Linked DNA regions of Gossypium raimondii: region 1 is linked to region 2. A link is a contact called in public Hi-C data. All regions are on one chromosome and are shown on one strand. The core of a region is the stretch at or near the end of the contact, and the rest is flanking DNA. Distances in the headings are between cores, read along the strand shown.

Region 1 (4,794 bases), core at 1,947-4,446, 70 kb after region 2:
CTTTCATCACAATGAGGAAACCCTTGCTAATCTTCAAAACTCCACTTTCAGGTATGTTCTTGTGCCCTTTTAAATTAAAAGTACTTAACGAAATCAAATTCCTCTTCAATTCTAGTACATGTCGTATGCCAGCAACTGTTCTGACAATTCCACTGAACATATTAATTTTGATAGTGCCAATACCTGCGATTTTACATTAAGCATTATTTCCTATCAAAATAACACATTCAGACACAGTTCCGTATGTTGTAAACCAATTTCGATTAGGACTCATATGGAACGTACAACCAAAATCGAGGATCCACTCCTCGCTCACTTTATAGTTGTTGATAGAAGCAACGAGAAGTTCACCATCACTGTAGTTTTCTACTACATCAACTTCACCGGATTGTTCTAATTGTTTTCCCTTTTGATTCACAGCCTCCCTTTTGATCTTATTATGCAACTTATAGCACTCAGACTTAATGTGTCCTTTCTTCTTGTAGAAGTTATAGGTTTTACCTCTATTTGAAAATCTCGATCTCCTCTTAGATTTACTGCGATGATTTTGTTCCTGTGTCCTCTCACGATTATCATCAGCATTTCGTTCTTGTCTCCCATAAATAATGAGACCCCCTCCCTAAGAGTTAAATCCAACCACAAGATGTTTCATCTTGTCATTCGAGGTTAAGAAAGCATAGACTTCATCAACTATGAAAGATTCTCGACTATACAAAATTGTATCTCTAAAGGTTGAATAAGATGGGGGCAACAAACAAAGTAGAATTAACTATAAATCTTCTTTATCATACTGAACCTCTATGACCTCTAGGTCTGAGATAATTTCTTTAAACACGGTTAAGTGTTAGTGTACAAACGCACCTTCCTCCAAACGATGAGCATAAAGACGCCGCTTCATATGCAACTTACTAATTAGGGTTTTCGACAAACATAGTTGCTCAAGCTTCTTCCATAATACAACGGCGGTCTTCTCCTTCAACATGCCCTATAAAATTTCATTCGACAGATGCAGTTGTAATTGCATTAAAACCTTTCGATCTTTACATCTCTTCTATTCATCTGTTCATATTGAAGGCATCTTATCTAACCCTAGTAGGGCATCCTCCAAATCTATTTGCTCAAGAACTACCTATATCTTTACCTGTCACAATGTAAATTTGGTATTGCGATCCAACAGCGGAATATCATACTTCATTGTCACCATTACCGTGATCGAGACAAGCAACCCAAAAAACTCTGATACTAGTTTGTAGAACTAACATCGATAATGGAAATATAGAACGATCGCAAAATAAAAAAAGAAAAAAGAAAAAATAAGAACACACAGATTTTACGTGGAAACCCTTTCGGGAAAAGAACCACAAGTAGAGGAGAAGAAATTCACTAATGTCGAATTCGAATGATACAAAAGGAGTTTATTTATAGGTTGAAAAACATTATTCTAATCAATGTCAAATAAATGAAGTGTAGTAAGGTTGGAAAATGTTATTCTAATCAATGCAAAATAATAAAAAAAAAGTATAGTTCTATATGAATTTTACTTTTATTTTATTTTAACAAGGCTTCGAGTTACTCAACTCTAGCAAATAGTATTTGGAAGAAGGAAATCTTGATAATCTTAATGATGTAGATTCAAGTTGAAATGATAATAAGGAGCACATATTAAATATTAAAAAGGAATAATCCAACAAATATGCACTAGAACAGTTAGATAAAGTTATATATAATGTTTATTTTCTTGCTATTTTATTAATAATCGATATCAACTATACATATAAAAATTATAATTAAACCCTCATTCAACTATTCTGTACATATTTAAATATGCAAAAAAAATCCTAATTAATTTTACATGAGAACAATTTTACTCATTTAAGTTGTTTTGTACATATAAAATCAAGTTTGAGTAATTTAGGAATTTCTTTTGATAGAATACTAAGTTACGAATTTCAAATTTGTTTTCATCTTTTACTGTAAATAATTGTATTTTATTTCCCAAAACTAATTAGCTGGTGTTATTAAATGTTAGCACACAAACTAATAGTTTTTTTTTTGGAATAAGGAAAGCATGAATACTAGTCTGGGATGAGTCCTTGGACCAAAAAGTTTTGCTTTATTTTCTTGGTCTTTTTATTCTATTTTGCTTTTTAATTTCCTGTTGATCACAGAAATAAAATGTGGAAAATGAATGGAGGAGGAAAGCCCACAATAAAATTCACTTTTTTTTTTTATAATTTTTATTACTAAAACCATTTATCTGGCCTATTCATAAATTATTTTTAATTGATACCTAACTATACCCCTAAAGTTTAATAAAACATCTTAATTTCTAACCGTAATGAGACCAAGAGTTTCACTTTTCATTTCGTATTTTAATTACTGTTTCTTTTTTCCACCAATCATCTAATTTTCAGTTAAGTTGTCAAAATAATTTGAAAAACACGCAAAATTAAATTAAAGAACAGTCAACTAAAGACGACATCCACACGCAATTTGAAAATAATTACCACACGTGTCAATAAAGTACAGCGCGTGCCATTAGCGAGCACATTCAAGAGTGTTGAAATTGTAAAAAAAAAACGTCAACACCCGCATCGTTGCCGTATAAGATTAGAAGTGCAAGAAAAGGTCGATATTTCTTGAAAGTCCCTGCTTTATACCATTTTTCATTTTTAGTCCTTCTATTGTAAATTGATCCTTTCTGATCCTATATTTTCGAAATAGGTGGTTATTTTTTGTTAATTTTGTCAGATACTTTGGAATGGTTTAATTTTAAAAAAATATGATGATTTGGCATATAAATTTTGATATTTTTTATATGGTAACAATTTTTTACACGTTTAAAGAAAAGAGAAAACTGTATAATATTTATCCAAAACTAAAATAAAAATGCAAAGTATATATGCTGCAGCACATATATTTTAAAAATAATCCAAGTGAAATTATTTAATAAAATTAACAAATACACATTTTGAAAAAGCAAAGAGGTTAAAATGAGCAAATTTTAGCACATAAACTAAATTTCCCCGAAATGTTACAGGGACTTTCGTGAAATTTAACCAAAAGGGAAAGTTGGAAACTGATAATTAAATTTAAACAGTGAATCCCTTCTTATTTCGTTTTGATTTTCTTTAATTTTTCTTCATCATCTTCAAAAAAAAAAAAAACATTTCATTTTACTCGTTTTAGACGGCTCTCTAATATTCTCTCGGTCAACTGTATTTTATTTCTAATTTTTTAAATTAATCTCCTTCTCTCCTAAGTTTCATAGATGCTATCATATACAGTCCTTTCAAGCTTCCTTTCACTTTCCTAACAGAGCTTTCAGCTTTTAAAACAGAGGTCAGTTGTTTTTAATCTCTTTAAATTCCCTTAAATCCTTTTCTTCTTGTTCGATTATTTTATTTTATTTTTATTGTGTATTCAGGGTTTTTTCTACTCTTGATATCTGATTGTTGGGTGTTCTTTGAAACCTGAAAAAAGTAAGTTGATTCTTCCTTTTCTTTCTTCAAACTTTAAAAAAAAAAAAATAGACGCTTTTCATAGAGGAAAGTTTTTGCTATAAGTTTCTTAAATAACCAAAAAAAAAAAAAACCCAGTAATTGTTTCCCAGAAGGAAACATAGACTGAGCTTTTATCTTGTAAAAGGATCAAAATAGATTCTATGTGTGTGTATATATATATTCTGATGTGAACCAAAAGTATGGTATCTTTCTCTCAGAATCTTGCTTTAGTATGAGAAAAAAATTCATGGAATTATTTCCCCTTTTTAATCTCTGGCTGGAATCTCAACTTTCGTTTTTCATAATTTTACATGATAAAATTACAGATTATATACTGCTTGATTGGCAAGAATTTGGATAATTTAAATTGAAAAAAATAGTTATTTATATATAACAAAATTCATTGCAGTTTCATGCTAGTTCTCATTATACTGGGTTCTTGTTGTTTTCATTTGTTGTGTTTTGCGCCTTTTTGCATTTTCAGTGCTTAAATCCTTTCGATATTGCTTGCTTATTTGTTCATGGAGGGACTGAAATTCATCTTTTTATTTCAGGTATTATTTTGATCGACTCAAATTACCGATAGTCAATAAAGTGATTTCCGGTTCCGCTTTGATTGATACAAACTATGAGTAGTCTCAAGTTGGGGGTGGAGGTGGTGGGGGCGCATGACCTGTTAGCCAAAGATGGACAGGGATCATTCTGTCCCTTTGTGGAGCTCGAGTTTGATGGCCAGAGATGCCGGACCACTACTAAAGAGAAAGATCTCAGTCCGGTATGGAACGAGAGTTTCTATTTCAACGTATCGGATCCAAACAAGTTGTCCAGCCTCCCACTTGAAGCTTTTGTTTACAACCATAACAAAGCAAACAACGCGAAGACTTGTCTTGGGAAGGTTCGACTCACTGCACCATCGTTCGTGAATTACTCTGATGCGGTTGTTTTGCACTACCCTCTTGAGAAACGAAGCATTCTCTCCCGTGCGAAAGGAGAGCTTGGTTTGAAAGTGTTTGTTACTGATGATCCTTCGATAAAACCCTCGAATCCACTTCCAGCCATGGATCCGGATGTAGTCCCGAAGTCAATTCCCAAAGAGAAAAATGGTAAAAGACACACATTTTTTCATCTTCCAAATGCAAAGCAGCCACAACAGCAGCAGCAAAAAGTTACCCCAGCACCACCCCAACAACAAATGAATTATGGAGTACATGAGATGAAATCCGGACCACAGGCATCGAAAGTTGTCAACATGTTCCCGGGTTCATCATCTCAACCATTTGATTATGCTCTT
Region 2 (4,790 bases), core at 2,140-4,639:
AACTCATTTTGTGCCAAAATTTCAAAATTACCCTCGAAACTTCTAGACCCGATTTCGAGATGTGACATTTTTGACATGTTTGAATATGTTTTGAATAAGTGGAAATGGTTGGAAAATGGTTGGGTTTGATACCTAAGAAATGCTGTTTGAAATTACTTATTTTTGAAGTCATTTTGGTTGCATACGGCCTGGGGTACAGTTTGCCACACAGCAGTGTGCCACACACATCCTCTTCACACGGCCGTGTGCCTTATTGATTTTTAGTCCACACGACATCAAGTTGTTATACGACCTAGAGACACGGTTGCGTGCCCCTAACTTCGAACTGTACATGGTTTGGCCACACGACCTGGGCTTTGTCACATGGTCTTGCCACACAGCCATGTGACCTCTATTTTCAAATTTTTCACGTTTTTTATGCTTTGTTTCAAATTAGTCTCTATTTGTTTCTAAACTATTTTAAGGTCCCGTGGACTCGACTTAAGTTTCATTTTAACATATATGCCATGAATAATGATTGACTATTGATTTATGATGATTAAATTGAGCTCTGAATTGTTTTGATTTATAATTGAACTGAAATTTTAAAAATGTTGCAAATTAATCCTAGTTAAATTCTAGATGGTATTGAAGCATACATAAACTCGTATATGATTTGAGAAATGATGAATTTGTTAACCATAAATTGAATTGACTATGTTTGGATGATTTTTGCTAAATTTGAGCAATAATTATGCATTTATGAAGTATTCAATGTTTATTTGAGATAATCAACGTGATTTGAATGTGTTTTATTTCAGTTATGACTGTAACATTCTGTAACTTGGGTCCGACGACTGGATTGGGTTATGGGTGTTACATTGTTGCATAAGATACAACATACAAGAAGAATGGCTAAAATCTCTCGATTTTGGTATTTGTTAGAGTGAATAATCATAATTAAACAATCACATTTACATTTGCAACTTTGTTAAATAAGAAATATGATAGTTTTGTTTGGGTGTTGAATGAGTTTCTACGTTGCATGAGAATGAAAAACCCAGTCTCGGTGGTTACGGATAGGGTTTAGGCAATGCTTTTAACCTTGAAAATAGTAATGCCAAAAGTTAACCATAGACTTTGCATCTAGCACATACAAAAGAATGTTGTCTCTCATATCTACAAAGTTGAAGTTCTAAAGGCATTTAAAATATGCATGTATTCATGGTGGATCGAAGATAAATTTGACCGAGAGTGGAAAAACATGATTGAGACATATGACCTACATAAGAATCCTTGGATTTTAGACAAATATAACACAAGATGGATGTGGGTGCTAACTTTTTTGACTGGTAAATTCTTTAGATGTACGAAAATGGAATTTAGTTGTAAAGGGTACAACTCATTCCGAAAGAAGTATATTAAGAGAAGTAGATCTTTATTGCTTCACTTTTTATATTCGATTGATAGTGTAATAGTAACCATGCATAGATTGGAAGTAGAATTTTATTTTTTTGATATGAGGCAAAGTGAACTTGTGGCTATAAGCTTCATTCAACTAGTTGAGAAACATGCCGCCGAAGTTTATACCCAAAATTCATTCAAGTGATTCCAAAAAGAGCTAAGTAGGTAGGGCGTGATCATCTAAAAAGGGAATGTTATAGAAATGGACTAGCATATAAGAGTTTATAGGCTAAGACGTTATTTGTGACCTGAGAAAAAGACAAAATTGTGTTACAATTCAATGGACGACACTATGAAATGTTCATGTCAAATGTTTGAAATGGAAGGGTTTCCTTTCAGACATGCTATATTTGTAATGAAAATTGAGCATATGGAGTCAATATCAGATTTATGCTTAATGAATTGTTGGACAAAAAATGCAAGAGATGCCACTTTGCCATCCTTCTATCCTGGTATTGAAAGTGATGCAATGGAGAAACTGCGAGAAGGTTCATTAATTTCTCTTTTCAATCATGTTTTGTACTCTACCTCAAAAAGTTAAGAAGATTTTGAGAGAGTTGGAAGATTTTGAGCTGAGATGATTGCAACTTATTTTGCTTCTTCTAAATTAAAAAAACAAAGGCTTGAGTAAAAATGCAAGAGTTGAAGTCCTTTGTAAGCAATACAACCAGATTCCAAAGAAACAGGAGGAATAGAAGAAAAGAAGTCATACTTGTTAAAGTTGTGGAAAACTTAGATATAATTTTTGAACTTTTCGAATCTTTGGTGTTGATGTTAGTAAAACCTCAACCACTGCAGAAATAAGTGATTCAAATTATAATATATCGGATAATGAATTAAGTGAGACTGGACATTAATCCGATGATTATTAGTTTGATAAGGTACCATTACAGTGCTTATATTTGTATGGCTTCATTTTAATCGAATTTTGATTAATTATAATTTATTCTTCAGGATCAATCAACTGAGCCCAACAATGATAGTAAAGTTGTGTAAAGAGTTAATTTAGTTTTAATTCAACCTTCTTTGGGTACAATACTCGGAATGTTTCCCGAAGTGTTTCGTTGTAACACAAATCTATATTACAATTTGACCTGTATACTTGCGAACACCGCTGCTTAATTTTATATCTTTTTGTAGCAATATTTCTAATTTAGATGTTTGCACGTCTGGCGACGATCAATTATTAATAAATAGTCATAATTATTCAAATAGATATCTATTAAGTAATTATGGTTATTGCTAAAGATATGACTATCCATTTGGGTAGTTATATCCCTATGAAAAGACACGAGGTCTCTTATAAAAATAAGTGAATTTTCATTTGTATAGCAATCCCAAAAGCATAGAAATAAAGTTTCTTTCTATTTCTCCAACCATATTTTATATTCCTAGGTTGTTTTATAAAGAATTATTATAGAAATTCTTTATAGAAATTGATATCCTTGCTATGCTCCACTCGGTGCTCAGTAGATTGTTTCCGCCAGTGTAAAACGTAAACAGTCATTGGGCTTTATTGTATCCTTAAAGTTTATTTGCCAATAATTCTTTTGCACACCATAATATAGGTGAGGCGAATAAAACCTTAAAAAAGGTAGCATTGATACACGCCTTGATGTCTTCGTTAATTTTTTTGGAAGTTTATTTTATCTTCACGCAACAAAAATTGGTCTAACAAGTTTCAAGTTACCAACACAATTTCTTAATTTCTAACGTGACTTGATCAAACTACTATATTTTCCTATTTTTTATTATCTTTTAACTACAACTATAGATTTAAAATGAACCCATAAAATTACACTATAATAATATCTCATTTTAGAAATTATGGATAACAAAATATTACTAAGAATTTCTATTTTCTCATAGCTAAGCTATAAGTGATTGAAGCATTGGGATGCTCTTGAAATTGTACTAGGCTTGTGGGCCCTGAAATTGAAGCTTTGTGGGACTTGGTTTTGGCATGTCAGAATGTCTACATTCATTTATTGGTCGGCAATTGAAAGAAACCATTCTGTACAACTTAGCCGAAAACTTAAATGCAACAAATTTTCTATCAGAATAAAAAATTTTCAACTTCAGTTTCACCCTTCTGGCACCAACCCAAGCAAACTTTAGAAAAGCCTTTGTTCCATACTACCTCAAGTATTAAAATTTTGCTAATAAGTGGCTTAAATTACTTTTCTTTAATATTAAAATTTTGTTAATAAATGTTTTTAGAGTTTATAAGTGTAAGCAATAATAAATACAAATAATTATAAAATCAAATTAAATAAATATAAATTACAAATGAACAAAAATTGAAATATAATATGATAATCATAATGAAAACTCTTAAAATAAGAACAATGAGAACTATAATGTTTTTAATCATTAGATCGAATTAAATCCTTCTTCTATATTACTAAAATAAAAACCATAACACCCAACTTTGTTTTTATTTTACTATGATGTTACAAGTAGGGGTGAGTCAAAAGTTCTCTCAAAATTAAAATTAAATTATATATTTTTATAAATTAAAATATAAATTGATTTTTAATAACTTATATCTTTATAATTTTAAATGACTAAATTAAAATTCTATCATTCAGAGAAGTATAATTTTACATTTTACTAAATTAATTAAAAATAAAATTTTATATTTTAGGGAGTCTAGCCTCGCGTTACAAGTAAAAGCCCGATTTCAATAATTTTAATATCAATTAATTGCATAATAGTGTTGAGAATTAATTGAAATTGGAATATGGGTTGTAAGATTTTTTTTTAGTAAAATAAGTTAAATCATGAATCCGTAACTTACAAAAAATTAATTTGATTTAAAGATAAAAACAATTTGATTATCATAATTTTCATTTTAAAATTATTATGATTTTTATTTTAAGAATTCTCGGAGTATAATTAAATAAAACTTATAACAATACTTAAAGATTTTTGCTAACAAAACTAAGCTTTCATCGGTAAATAATACTCTTTTTTTTTTTGAGTAAAAAACGAACACAAAGGTCAAGACAAATTCATTCAAATAGCATCACAGATTATATCATTATGGATAATCCATATCAAAGAACCAATTACAAGCATCCACAAACATTTTTATACAAATAAGATCTGCCACAGAGTTACAATGCTGATTAGTCCAAATACAGGTAGTAGACCGAAAATTAACAAAGGCCTTAATACTTTCCTTAATCTGCTCGCCAATAATTGTCAAATCCCTTTTCTGGCCATTTATTTTGTTGACCAACCCTGCACTGTCTGACTTAAAAAGCACATCACCTTGAATATTAAGACGACACGCAATTTTAATACTTTCGTCAAAAGCATACCACTCAGCCTCCTCAATAGAC

What was found. Hi-C and Micro-C count contacts between places; a contact is called where the count stands out from the background.
Region 1: a Hi-C map of leaf shows a contact between it and region 2, with 2.0 times the contacts expected there. The contact joins the promoter of LOC105791599 here to the enhancer-like site in region 2. A contact is called at or near these places in 2 of 2 Hi-C or Micro-C datasets (both in leaf).

The regions. Positions count from the first base shown.
Region 1 is chr8:44,884,804-44,889,597 of ASM2569854v1, forward strand. LOC105791599 (FT-interacting protein 3) reads left to right here and starts at 3,197. Exons shown (of 2, transcript XM_012619723.2): 1 at 3,197-3,342; 2 at 4,058-4,794. The coding sequence starts at 4,132.
Region 2 is chr8:44,814,597-44,819,386 of ASM2569854v1, forward strand. No RefSeq gene overlaps it. Among protein-coding and RNA genes, the nearest start is that of LOC105793657, 8.6 kb to the left of the region's middle. Within about 2 kb of position 3,390, the one cell type or tissue checked has open chromatin away from gene starts, as enhancers often do. A contact at or near this core is called in leaf, where this site is marked.